Linked DNA regions of Mus musculus: region 2 is linked to region 1. A link is a contact called in public Hi-C data. All regions are on one chromosome and are shown on one strand. The core of a region is the stretch at or near the end of the contact, and the rest is flanking DNA. Distances in the headings are between cores, read along the strand shown.

What was found. A called contact is a pair of places that touch in the nucleus more often than the background predicts.
Region 2: a Hi-C map of rod photoreceptor shows a contact between it and region 1, with 3 times the contacts expected there. The contact joins the promoter of Sag here to the enhancer-like site in region 1. A contact is called at or near these places in 4 of 39 promoter capture datasets (the HPC-7 cell line, embryonic stem cells, liver and 1 more), 3 of 484 Hi-C or Micro-C datasets (the G1E-ER4 cell line and rod photoreceptor), 1 of 115 datasets of contacts at active chromatin or transcription factors (embryonic stem cells) and 3 of 9 other capture datasets (adipose tissue, liver and pancreatic islet).

What each region holds. Positions count from the first base shown.
Region 1 is chr1:87,706,218-87,713,378 of GRCm38.p6, reverse strand. It overlaps Inpp5d (inositol polyphosphate-5-phosphatase D), which reads right to left. Exons shown (of 27, transcript NM_010566.3): 20 at 5,170-5,283; 21 at 3,679-3,761; 22 at 2,227-2,314; 23 at 1,199-1,348; 24 at 90-186. All of the region lies in intron 3 of Gm33470 (a long non-coding RNA gene), which reads left to right. Among named protein-coding and RNA genes, the nearest start is that of Gm33470, 15 kb to the left of the region's middle. Within about 2 kb of position 3,293, at least 37 of the 459 cell types and tissues checked have an H3K27ac peak or open chromatin away from gene starts, as enhancers often do. A contact at or near this core is called in rod photoreceptor, where this site is marked.
Region 2 is chr1:87,798,621-87,805,578 of GRCm38.p6, reverse strand. Sag (S-antigen, retina and pineal gland (arrestin)) reads right to left here and starts at 1,899. Exons shown (of 16, transcript NM_009118.2): 1 at 1,567-1,899; 2 at 202-306. The coding sequence starts at 267.

The DNA of each region.
Region 1 (7,161 bases), core at 2,044-4,543:
TGGCTTTCCTGAACTCCACTTTACCCTCTCCTGGACTCTGGTTCACACAGCCCAGCTAGCTGTAATAAGTCTTAGCAAGCTTCGTCTACCTGCCAGAAGGCTCCCATTGCCTCATAGGGTCATGGCTGGTGAGGTTCTTCAAGCATTTCATTCCACTGGATTCATCCCGCTCTGTCTTCACAAAGTCTGGAAGAGAACATTTAGGAAAGAAAACATGTGAGATCCTAGCCACGGCATGGGTTAGAAATGGCAATGTGGTATCTCTTTGCAGGCCAAAGCTGGACAGTAAATAGTGGTTACTGGGAGAGGTATATCAAGCAAGATTTTCAGGCTTCAAAATCCTTACGCTTGGCAACTGTTGCCTGCCATGATGCCTGCCATGATGCCTGCCATGGGTCCAGAAGGAGATGAACAGATACTTATGACCCAGTTGTTATTTCAAGAAATACCTTGTTAGCTTAGCCATGGATAAAACAGACATTTCTTGTCAGACTAGAACAAACTTAGAACAGCTATTAGGTTACCCTATAAGAGTACTTCCCATGCAGAGCTTATCTGTTTATGGGAACCCCTATAAATCAGTTTAAAGGAACCCCGGGCTTTATTTCTGGAATGTGGTTGCTAGGTAATGACCCACTATCTGTTCAACCCACTGTCCTGCTAGAGAAAAGAAAGATCTCTCATGGGGCACAGGAGAGTCACATGCACAGAAGCAGTGGCCCTTAGAGCCCTCCCTGGCATAAGGAGCCCCTGCACCCCATGTTGTGCGTTCCTACACTTGCTATTTTCATGACAGGCAAGCAACCACTATGTCTACCAGCTCCTGCTTGGCCCTGGATGAACTTGGCTTAGCCTGAGTTTGCAACATTAAGCCAGTCATCTAGCTCCAGTTTCTCCATCTGCCAAGTAGAGATAACCATACTTGACTCACAGGGCGGTTGTGAGAGATAAATGAGATGACTTGTTTTCTTCTCATTAAAGACATCGTCTCAGTATGTCACCCAGACTAGCCTTGAACTCACGATCTTCTCGCCTCAGCCTCCTGAGTGCCAGGATCACCACGCTACCCTAGAGACTTTCTAACCACGCTATATTCTGAAGGCACAGATCATAGATACTTGATAGCTTTGCTGAGAGAAAGAACATGTCCTTAGTGCAGTGGCCTCTGGGAAAGCCAGGAGGAGGCTGGCTGACCTACCATAGAGCTTCTCCCTCATCTTGCCCTGGGAGGTCTGCAGCTTAATCTCTCCCCTGAAGTGGCCAGTCATCTCCCCATGGTGGGTGAGAGGCGTGTAGATAGGATGCTGAGCCTCTGTGGTCTCCAAGCGAAGGGCAATGCAGCCTTCACCTGGGGAAAGGAGAGAGAGCATCAATAGGAACATCTTGGCATTAGACGGATATAGAGCATGCTCAGAGAGATGGCTGTACCACTGGGAGACAGCTCCTTGAAGCAAGTGGCCGGGCAGGGATTGCCAACAAACCCTTTCAATCGATGCCTTAGCAATCTGGGGCAAATGTCTGAAGCCTCATAGGAAAAAGAACTCTATACAGATCAATGCTGAGGGAAAAATTAAATCCTAGAAAAATCCATCTAAGAAATGGTATTAAATGTTAATCTGGTTGCTATAGGGAAAGCTTACTTCCCAAGGTTTGAAACAGTACAAGAAATAAACAAAATCAGATAAACAGGTAAGAGTGTAAGTCAGTCTAAAATCTCTATACAAGGAAAAGTCTGAAAGGAAAAGGAGACAGACTGGAAAGCTGACCTGGCAGCAGGGACGGGCTAATGTTCTGCACCTGGGTCTGAGGAGCTGGCTAGGGACTAACGAGAGACACGGTGGCACAGGCAGACTCAGGCTCAAGCCACAGCTCAGTTGAGGACTATCTGTGTGACCTGGGGGGAGTCACTTGACCTCTATGAGCCTCAGTTTACCTATTTACTCACTGGGGAACAGAACCTGCCTCTTAAGGCTAAGATTAAATTACATGGTACCTGCAGCTCACTCAGCAAGGCTAAGCAGGAGGTTACTGGCTGTGGCACCCAGAAGTGACAAGGAGCAGGGATGGTAACCCACTAGGAAAAGTCCCTCTGGGACAGAGGAAGTGGCAGCATCAGGGCACAATGGGTGGTGGCAGACAGGCTTTCTTGAAAGGCTAAGCCACCATCACCCTCACTTCAGAGGCTGAGGCTAAGGTACGGTGAGGTCCCTGGCCTGGGATGCTTACCATAGGACTCGTCACTGTCAGAGGATTTAATGCTGATCAGGATATGCTGGTCCAGTAAGTACTCGGGGTCAGAGATAATGGGCTTTAGCTGCAGAGGAGACACCAGATTAGAGTCCACAGGTGAGGGCAGGTCAGGACAGGTAAATGGGGGTCAGCAGTCTTGGTGTTTGCATGCATCAGGAGAGCTGGAGAGAGGCTTAGTGGTTAAGAGCACTGGCTGCTCTTCCAGAGGTCCTGCATTCAATTCCCAGCAACCACATGGTGGCTCACAACCATCTGTAATGGAACCTAATACCCTCTTCTGGCATGCAGATGTACATGCAGATAGAGCACTCATTCATAAAATAAATAAATACATAGTAAAACGGAACTGAATATGTTCTTTTAAGCAAACTCAGGTCTTGGCTCTTCATGCCCAAGAGAGCAGGTGGACCCCATTGCTCAGCCAAGTGAGAGATAGTTTTCTTCCCTGCCCCACCCCATTTCCTAAACTGGGTTGAGTTGAGCTTCCAGGTCCCTGGTCCATTGCCTCCATTCTTCCTTCCATTCTTTGCATATCCCAGAGGCCAAGGGAAGGTCTAGCAGCCAGGTCTGAAATGAGACTTGCAGTACCATCCCTCTCCTCATACCCCTCCAAGGTCTATGGCTGCATTAGAGAAGACACCATAGGCCTGCTCCCTGTCTGAGTAAATGTGTCACAAACCTCCAGTTGGGCTTGAAATATTCTGTGGTTTGCTAGAGATGTGGCTTGGTGAGTGACAGACTCCTGGATGTCAGCACTGCCCTCAACTTCCTGCTGCTAAAAAGTGTTCAGGGAAATCAGGGACATAGCTCAATGGTTGGGTGCTTGCTTAGTGCTTGCAGGAGCCTCGATTCAATCTCAAGTGCTGCGAACACTAAGTAGGTAATAACCAAAGGGGAGTAGGCACAGCAGGGCTGAAAACCACTTAGGAATATTGAGGTCATCCATCCATGATGAAAAGCATACCCTAAGTCCCTTGACTACAGTGTCTAAGCTGGTCTCTATGGCTTTGGTCTGGGATGGCTACAGTCTGGATGAACCTGCTGTAGCTGTACTCTGGGCAGACCAGCTACAGCTGTACACTAGCCTACAGAGCTGCAGCTGCACACTAACCTGCACTGCTGCAGCTGCATATTCGCTTGCACTGTTGCAGCTGCCCACTAACCTGCACTGCTGCACACCAACTTGCACTGCTGCAGCTGTCCACCAACCTGCACTGCTGCCCACTAGCCTGCACTACTGCAGCTGCACACTCGCCTGCACTGCTGTAGCTGCACACTCGCCTGCACTGCTGCAGCTGAATACTCACCTGCACTGCTGCAGCTGAATACTCGCCTGCACTGCTGTAGCTGCACACTAGCCTGCAGTGCTGCGTACTAACCTGCACTGCTGCAGCCCTCTGCCCCAGGCACATTTTCTTCCTGGATTACCTTGGGAAGAGTCTCTCCAAACCGTACCACCAGCTCTCCTTCACTTCCCTCTTCATTCTCTCCTTCCTGACTCTTGACAAAACCTGTTAGAGAAGAAGAAGCTGGGTTTGCAGACCACAGAGTGAGAACCAGGCAGAAAAGTCTCCAAGGGGTCGCCTTCCTCGACCACGGAGGACTGTCTTTCCCTTCTCATGTCTCTGAGGCCTCCAAACCAATTAGGAGTCAGGCTTTCTGGGGATTCTGTTTTTGTTTGAAGGATGGTCATTTGCCAACACAGTCTAATTATTTTTAGGAAAAATCAAAGAGATTTCCCCCTCCTTTTTGACTCCTCTTTGCAACATCCCAGGCAACAAAGAAGTCATCACACCGCAGGCAGGAAGACTGGGAAGCATGACAGCTCGTCCCACTTCCCACGACACTCAAGATAGCAGCCTTTTGAAATTCTAATTTAAGCCTCCTAATATGCTGTTTCCATAGAAATCTATGCAAATGTCTCGATAGTTTATTAAAAACACCCGCACAAAGCCCCTCATTCCAGTTGGAACTGTTTTGACCCTGGCTGCTGAGCTGGGGCTTCAGGATGTTGTGGTGAAGGTGGCATAATCCCAGGAAGGTTCGGGATGCATTGAAGGAAGGTGCAAAAAGGTGTGAGGGGGTAGAAGGCTGGTAGCTCTCCTGGGCTCTACAAGCAGACAGTCTGTGCCTCTGTTTGCAAGGTTGGTTCCTATCCTTCCCCATCACTCTTTGAACCATCTCAGGAAGACTTAGAAAGCATATAGTTTTCTTGCATAGGAGTCTCAGACAGTATGTCTGGAGATGTTCTATAGAAAGGATCTTTCATAAGCATGGTGAGTGCTCAACGTTGCCACCTGAAATGGGCTGTCTATCTTTACCTTGCTCCCAGTCACAGTGAGCCCCACAACACAAGAGCCACAATATGGAAAGGGCAAGGGGAGGGCCAGGGCAACAGCAAGCAGGCAGTAGCAGCTATTTAGGCCCTGTTAGATCTTCAGCATTCTGGAGCTTTGCCCAGGGCTTTCACTGAGCAAGAAGAACCCAGCTTGGTGGAAACTCAAACCCAGCTTAATGGAAACTCAAACCCAGCTTGGTGGAAACTCAAATGGATTCTGCCTAGAGAATGTTGATGGACAAGTCAGGGACAGGGGGGACCTAGGGGACAGGGACATGGACACCAGTGGCTGCCTCTATCTCTAGGGCTGAGGCAGTAGAAGAACAAACCACAGGGGTGGGGAAAGGGCCACATAGCCACTGGGTAGCCCCATAGGTACCCCACCTTTGCTGAACCCACTGAGGGGTCCATCCATGGATTCTTATGAGAGAGAGAGAGAGAGAGAGAGAGAGAGAGAGAGAGAGAGAGAGAGAGAGAGAGAGAGAGAAAACGAATGAACTGGGTGAGGGATCAACCAGTTATCAATGGAAAGGTAGTTATGTGAAAGAACCTCCCCAAAGGGTAGTTCACAAGGCACTTACTCTCTAAGCAGCTTGAGTGGAACTCCAAGTAGAACTTAGTCTGGGACTTGGTCTTCAGTGTGGCGTAGCATGCAAGAAACTCGATCTGCCCTTGGCTATCTACAGTGCCAGGACCTGGAGCATGGGAGACTAGGATTTATTTGTATACTGTACCTGAACTGAAGATGGAGGTTCCAGCTTCTTTCTGGGGTTTTCCTCTCTGTGCACCCACTCTGCCAGGCTCCCTCTGAGGGCCCACAGATGGGAAATGTCCAGGTTGGAAGGAGAGATTTGTCTTAAAGGAAAGCTTCCTGACCCAAGCTCAGCATCTCTGTTGATGGCCACAGATTCTCTGGTCTGTCACAAGCTGTTCATGTAGGGTGCAGGTCAGGAAGAATAAAGACAGCAAGGACCCAAGATATGGCTACAATCCCAGCTTTGACAATAATCTGTGTGGCCTCGGGCAACCTCTCAACCTCACTCTAGTCTCCCAACTAATTAATTCTCTTCCTCCCTCCCCCCACCCGTCTGTCTCTTTGTCTCTGTTGTCTGTCTGTCTTTCCCTTCCTACTTCCTCCTTCTCCCTCTGTCCCTCTCTCCTTTTTGCTATATAGAACAGGTGTGTCTAGAATTCACTATGTAGCCAAGGCTGGCCTCAAACTTGGGATCTTCCTGCATCAAGTTCTTAAGCTCCACTGCTAGGGTTAAAGGCATGCACTAATACAACCAAATTTCCCCACAAGTTCTGGCAGAGAGTTAGAGGCTCAACACCCAAATCTGCTGTTTTGAGTCCACAGCTAGGGAGACCTGCTCTTACTTCCTCAGACACAGTTATAACCAGTCTCTACTCTGGAATCTGGGACTTACTGGCCTTCAGCTATCATGGTTATAACTATGCTAATTTACATGACATTTATTTTATTTACACAGCATCTGTTTTTTATCATTGTTTTTGTTTTGTAGGACAGGGTGTTATATGTATCCCAAACTGGCCTCAAACTCTATGTAGTTTAGTCAGACTCAAACTGAATTTCTGAGCCTGCTGCCTCTGCCTCCTAAGGGCTAGAACCACCACCTAAGTGTACCACCACACTGATCTTGAACTGGTTTTAAGCAAGTGTTCTATCTTTTCATATAAATTCTAAGCCACTTGACAGCAACCTCCACCATGCCTCTTAGTCTTCTTTCTCTCCTTCTAAACCCCACATCACCTTGGCCAGACTCTGCTTAGACAAATGTTCCATCAAAACTCCAAACTGGTGACCAATATTTTCAAGCACCTGCTGTGTGCTGAATCCCAGCAGAAGGAAACCAAGCCCGACAAAGAGGGAGGTGATAGAGGCTACTCTTTCAATGCTGAAAAACTCAAAGGAGGGGACAGGTATGAGCAGGAAGGGGTGGAGCCTAAAGGCTATAAAGGTGGCCAGATGTAGGAAGGAGACTGGACAGGTGTGAAGACTTGGGTGGAGAAGGGAGGTCACATCAGATCCACAGATGTTTGATCCAATGGTTGGAAAGACAGAGGTCTAGCTTCGTCTACATCCCTCAGCACAGAGGCCATAGAGTGAGACAGCTGTTCTCTGTCTGTATTTGGGTTACCCATACCCAGCATCCCTAAATCAGTTATCTGCTGCACAGAAGTGGGTAGAGGAGATGACAGCATGGCTTCCTGGTCACCTAAGATAGGACCGGATGGACTTGTTAACAGGCACACCCAGCCATTGCTGCAGAAAGGGTAGCTCAGCAACCAGGGCTGGGCTGGGCAATTTGCAACCATACCTGTGGCTCAAAGCATGAGTTTATTCCAGTTTCCCTCCCCTCCTTCATCCACATCCCACCGACATAGCTTTCACCATCTCAACCTACTATGCACCCACACTAACACTGGACTAATATTTTCTTTAATTAGAGTCCGTTTTTAAACTTAGATGGAATTAAATAAATTGGACCACAATTGGAAGAAACTTGAAGCACTTGCTTATCCAGAAGAAACTTACTTAAAACACTATATAT
Region 2 (6,958 bases), core at 650-3,149, 94 kb before region 1:
ATGGGACAATGGGACTGAGATGGTAGGCTGCAGGATCCACTGTTGTTCCTTGGTTCTCTCGCGCCGATTGTCCATCCCATGGACACCAGCCTTCCCTAGGCCTCATGGTAGATGGATGTTGATCAGGTTATATACGACAAATGTCTGCTTCCTACTAATCTTACAATAATTTCCAAGAAGCCTCTCTTCTGTGCCACTTACCGACTTGTCCCGAGAGACCTTCTTGAAGATGACGTGGGATTTATTGGTCTTCCCGCAGGCTGCCATGCTGTCTGTCCCTTGGGATGTACGTCAGAGGTTGGAAGGCTATGAAAGTACAATGATCCCACACATCAAGTTACCCATGCTCTGGACACAAAGCCCACTCCTGTGACTTCCTCCTTTGGACATTTCCTCCCACATGTTCCAGTATCCATCCATGATCAAACCAGCACTGATCAGTTGTACTTTACTGTAGTGTGCAGCTAAAAAATACTTAGTTTTTTTTTTTTATGTGTGTGTGTGTGTGTGTGTGTGTGTGTGTGTGTGTGCGCGCCACATGTGTACAGATGCCTGCAGAGACCAGAAGAGGGTGTTGGATCTCTTGAAGCTGGAGTTATAACCTGACCTGGGTGCTGGGAACTGAACTCGTGTCTTTTGGGAGAACAGCAAGCACTTATAACTGCTGAGTCATTTCTCCAGCCCCAGTTCCCCGCTCCACCCAAATGGGGTCTCAAATGGCTGGCTTGAAACTCACTGTGCAGACCAGACTAGCCTCAAACTCATAGAGATCTACCTAAGTCCACCTCCCAAGTGCTGGGATCAAAGGTGTGTATCACCATGCCGGGCCCATTGTATATTTTGGTATGTTTTGTCTTTCTTGGTAAGCTTCAGGCATTTCAGTAAACTTCACCAGGTAGATCCTAATGGCGTTTTGTCTTTTTTGATTAAATGTTGGTGTCATGTACTTGTAAGGCTGTATCTAAAATTCTGTCGTGCCAGGGGCAGAGTTAGGATTGCAAAGTTTGAGGCCAGCCTGGACTACAAAGTGAGTTCCAGGGCAGCCAGGGTGATTCAGTAAGACTCTGTCTCAAACAAAATCAAACAATTCTATCATAACTAGATTTTTTTCCCTCCTCTTCCTCCTCCTGTCTCATTATGTAGCCCAGGTTGGCCTCAAACTGGCAATCCTCCTGCCTAGTGCTGGGATCACATCTGTGTACCACCACACCTGGCTTTTCTGTGGCTTATGGTAAGCACACAGAAAATATTCCTGAAATATGCCGTATGACTGCTCCCCAAAAGCAGCTGTCAGAGGCACATGAGAGCCCTAGTTCCACCAAGCAGGCCTTTCTTTCCACTCAGCATATCTGTTTCCTCTCAGACTGGCAGATAGGCAAAGCCATCTCATGGTTTGGGACTAAATGCCCTCCAAGTTTCCTTTCCAAGCAAAACCTGTGGCAGTCAGAGGTAGCGAACCCCAGCAAACATGCAGAAGCGCATGTCTGTCCTTGTTGTCCCACCCCCAGACTCCCACCCCATGTCCACTCTGGTTTCTGAGAATGCCTGGGTTTGCTGCTCACTTACCTTGTAATTTGTCACCACCCAGTTGAGCTGGCCAGAGAAGTCACGAGAGGGTACCTGTGCTTTTCGACAGTGAGCAGCCAGCCCACGCTCTGAGGGACCTGGTGCAATCCTATCAGATAACCCCACAGGGCAAGGGTGAGGCCCCTGGCTGCCCCGGGGGGGGAATTTGTAGGGATCTGTGCCCAGCTGTTAGGTCTCAGTGTCTAAAAACCAAATCAGATTTGAGGAGCAGGGAGCTGATTGGATTATCGAGATGGCAGATTGCCCACTTCAGCAGTTCTAGCATTAGCTGGGAGCTCCAATCTTCTCAGAGGGTCCCAAAGATGCACGAGCCATCCAGCTGGCCTGGGCAAGGTGCAAAGAGAGGAATAGCTAATTGAAAGCTTTTGTTTCTTGTTTTTTTTTTTTTTTTTTTAATCCTAAACCTCTTTAGGTTCTGGAAATAGATGGCTTATCCTTTCGCTCTTCACCATCATCAGGAAGGGGTATGTTCGACTGACAGGCCTGATTAAGCTCAGCAGCATTAGGGTGTTATATAAAGAAAAAGGTCAAGGAGAAAGGTCAGCCCAGGGCTGGGCTGCACGTGGCCCTTACCTTCACCCTACACACCAAGAGTTCTGTTGGGCCCTCTGTATCTTTCCTTGTCTTTACACGTTCAGTATGGGTCTACACGCCAGCTAGGCTTCCCCAGGCGGTAATAACTCCATCACCCGATGGGCATCTATCTCTACATCCCAGGCCCTTCTCTATACCCAGTACAGACTTTCTTAACCCTGACCTGATGATTCCCCTGCTGGGGGAGGTCCTGTCACTCTTGCATGGAGACAGACATCTTGGAACATAAGTGAGCCTTCTACCTTCTACCAAGTTTGACCAAGTGTCATTGCCTCAGGGAAGTCCCCCCAGGCACAGGCCTAGGCCAGAGGCACAATTGCCATTCATCCTTACTAGCAGTTCTGTTTCCTTATTAGACTCTGGGCCTGTGAGGCAGAGTATCCACCACTCTGTGTTGCCCTCACTTAGTGAGGAGTAAGCCACGCTCCCAAACACACTCGGAATGATTGGGATGCTATAGCTACTGACAGTGGGCATCACTCTAGCAATAAAACAGTAGCAACAAAAGGCTTATTGTGATATCTGGAGTGAGGGTGTTAGCATTTGTCCCCAAATCTGCTGGCTTTCCATCCAGTCTGAATAATGCCTGCCAGGTTATTATTCCTCACCACTCTGCCCATCAACCAACCGTTTGGTCTGCTGTTCTCCTTTGCTTTTAGTAAACCTGTTTTTTGTTGTTGTTGTTGTTGTTGTTGTTTTGTTTTCACTTTTGCTGTTGCTGCTGCTGCTGCTCCTCTTCTTCCTCCTTCTTCTTCTCCGTTCCCAACCATAAAACCAAGAGTACTTGAGATCCCACACACTTAGAAAGTCAAGTCTCTGGGCCGCAGCAGTAACAGCTGATGGTTTAGTGAAGCATGTTTACCATGGCGATGGATTTCATGATAGTATTTCCACACATCTGTCACTGTACTTCATTCTATTTCAATCTCTGTCCCCCAAAAGCTCTCTTCTGTGTCCCCTTTATTTAGTTTTACCTAAAATTGCCAAAGCTTTTAATTTCCAAGGGAAAACTTCTTATTTGAATTCATTACTTTGAGATAGAGTCATGCTTACATACCTTTGGTTAGCTTATAACTCAAAATCCTTCCATCTTAGCCTTTGAGTCAAAACTTTTTCTTTTCTTTTTCTTGAGTCAGGCCTCACTATGTCACTCTGGCTAGCCTGGAACTCCCTACATAGACCAGGCTGGTCTTTTACTCAGAGTCCATTCGCTTCTGCCTCCTGGGTGCTGGAATTAAAGAAGTACAACACCACACCTGGCAAAACATTTTCTAAAAAGATTTACTTTAAAATTGGTTATGTATATGAGCATTTTGTCTGCATGTATGTGCATCATGAATTTGCCTGGTGCTTGCCTAGGCCTGAAAGGGGGCCCAGCTCTCCGGAGCTGGGATAGATGGTTGTGTGTGGACCTCTGTGTGGGTGCTAAGAACTAATCCAGGTTCTTTCCAAGAATAGTGAGTGCTCCTAATCGCTAAGCCACGTCTCCAGCCACAATGTCGGCTTTTTAAAGATATTTATTTTATGTGTATGCCATAGAACATGTCTGTGTACCACTTATATGTAGTACCTACAGAGGCGCAGAACCTCCTAGAACCAGAGTTACAGTTGTGAACCCCCATGTGGGTGCTGGAAATCAAACCCAGATCCTCTACAAGAGCAGCCAGTGCTCCTGATCACTGAGCCATCTCTCCAGCCCCAAAGGGTTTTTTTTAAGTGGACAAATCCCAGTTCAGTGTAAAAGGACTGATAAAGGAAAACGTTATCCAATGAACTGCAGTTATATTTATCCTAGCTTTTTAGGTTTGTTTAGTGTGTCCCCCACCCTGTACCTGCTCGTAGCAATTCTCCTGCTTTAGCATCCCCCCCAAACCCCTTTCCCATACTGGGATTATATGTGTGTGCCATCAAACCTGATTAGTTTCTGCAGCTGGGACACTGTGGGCCCTTCAGAGATTGCTCTTCTCCTAGAGACAGACATTAAAAACCCTGGCTTCCCAGTGCTCCCGGCCCAGAGCCTATATTCCCAATCACCTTCCTCCTGGCATCCTAGTGCTCCTGACCCGAAGCCCACATTCCCCATTGCTCTCCTCCTTTGGAGTCTCTGACCTAACTCAGGCTGGCTTTAAACCCATGATCCTCCTGCCTCCCCTTCTGGAGAGCTAGTAGCAGAGGCTTACACCTCATGCTTCCCTCAGACCCCAACTCTTTTCATCAAGGCTGTTATTCTCCAGGCCCTAGTCTGCCATAATCACAGCTAGACCCCCCCCCCATACTCCCCAGATTGTCCATGGTCTGTCTTGCCTATCATTTCCATGGAAACAGCAAAAAGAGCATTGCCATGGTTTCCCCTCACTCCCTGCAAACCCTAGCGTTTCCCAGTGTGGTTCTGTGTGGCACGGCAAGCCCCCTCTTCTGGGGAACTATGAGTGACAAATCTCATTCTGGTACAGTTGCCTCCTGATCATCACACCTGAATAATAGTAAAACTGACATTTTCAAATTCTAGGACTATTTATTTGTTACTTAAGCCACCAAGGAATAAGGTAATACAGGGACAAGGTCCCTCTAGTAGAAAGTGACACATATGGACCACTGTCCCAACCGCCTTCGAGGTATTGCCTAGGGTTAGCTTGGATCCAGGAAGTCTTTAGATCCTGCTTCTGGCCGAGAAACAGGATGTGCTAAGGAGTCAACATCCTTGTGTAATGTGCGACCCCAGAAGAGATGCTCAATCGGATAAGTGGGGTTCTGAATAAACACAAAATTAACACAGTTTATTTTGGATAAACTGGGAAAAATGTGAAAAGGGTTCAGATGAGATTTACTGAATAGAGGCTGGAAGACCTCAGCAGGTAGAGGAGCTTGCTGTGCAAACCTAATAATGACCCAAGTTCAACCCCTGCTTCCCATTATGGAAGGGGAGACTCTACTCCCGGAAGCTGTGCTCCCATCTCTATCTACATGAGTGCTTTGGTACATGCAGGAGACCCTGTACCAAAAACCAAAATAAGGGGCTGGAGAGATGGCTCAGCAGTTAAGAGCACTGGCTGCTCTTGCAGAGGCCCTGGGCTTAATTCCCAGCATCCACATGGTGGCTCACAACCCCCTGTAGCTCAGGGGACCTGATACTTTCTTCTGACCCCCACCAGCACCATGTGCACACATGGTACACATATACACATGCAGGAACACAAAGCAGTCACACATGTAAAATAAAATTTAAAAAGAAAATTAAAAACTAAAGTAAAGATAAAGCATTAAAATAGGCTATAGGCTGGGCATGGTAGTACACACACTTTTAATTCCAGTGCTCAGGAGGTAGCCTGGTCTACATAGTGAGTTCCAGGCCAGCCAGAGCTACACAGTGAGACTCTGTCTCAAAAACAAAAGAAACAAAAACTGGATTATAAATCCAGGAGACGGACTGGAGAGATGACTCAGTGAGTATGAGCACCGACTGCTCTTCTGAAGGTCCTGAGTTCAAATCCCAGCAACCACATGGTGGCTCACAACCACCTATAATGAGATCTGATGCCCTCTTCTGGTGTGTCTGAAGATAGCTACAGTGTACTTATTTATAATTAAAAATGAGCAGGGCCGACCAGAGCAAGCAGAGATCCTAAATTCAATTCCCAACAACCGCATGAAGACTCAAAACTACAGTGTACTCATATACATAAAATAAATAAATCTTTAAAAAAATAAATCCAGGAGACTAACTTATCCATTTGAAATATAAAAACAGGAACTGGAGGGCCTTGCAGAGGGCCAGGTTTGGGTCCCAAAACCTGCAAGGTTGCTGACAACCATCTATAATTCCAGTTCCAAGAGATCCGCTCCTCCTCCTCCTCTGTAGGCACCAGTTACACACATACATACTTTCAGGCAAAACATTCACATACACAAAATTAAAAAAAAAACAAACCAAAAACCTCTAAAATATTTTTTCTTCAAATATAAAAATAATGATTACAGGTGTGATGGTGCATGCCTGTAATCAGAGGATTTCTGCAAGTTCAAAGCCAGTTAGGCCTACACAGGTTGGCCTACATTAACCTCCCCTGGCATCCCCACCCCGCCAACCCTGCACCCCCAACACTAGGACCAACAATAGGGTTCAGTGGTAGATACTTGCCACAAAATTCTAATGACATGAGTTCAGTCCCTGGAACCCACATAGAAATGTGAGCAGAGAGAGCCGAGTGCACCAAGCTGTCCTCTGACCTCCCCACACAAGCTGTCACCTGTGCACACTCACACATACACATCACCTACACACAGGATAACAACTAAAGGCAAAAATATAAAAAGCAAAAAGATTCACAAATTCAAAAGAGAAGGAAAAAAAAAGAGCCAGATCTCTCTAATCCTCCAGCTGAAAGGACTCCTGTGGCAACAGGCCTTGGACCTGCCTACAAGCTATATGCTCCTGGAATCCTGCATCCTCTCATTGATTCAGGGGTGCCAGGCTACAAGAAGAGTGCAGATAAGCACATCTTAGTCACTGAAGTGCCTTAACTGTGTGTGCATGCATGTATGGGAACTAGGAATCCAAATACTTCCATGTGGAAGCATCATTTTTAGCCTCTGGTCTATGGTGATTTATTCTCCTCTTCTTGATGGAGAAATAGGGGACAGAAGGGCATTCTTGTTTCTAAAAGCCAAATATCTTCCAGATACCAGACATGATTGTGAGGCTCTCAGCATTTCGGTGTGACTCTTCCCACCTTTACAACACAGCCTTCAGAACCCATGTGACTTGCCCACCATCAGT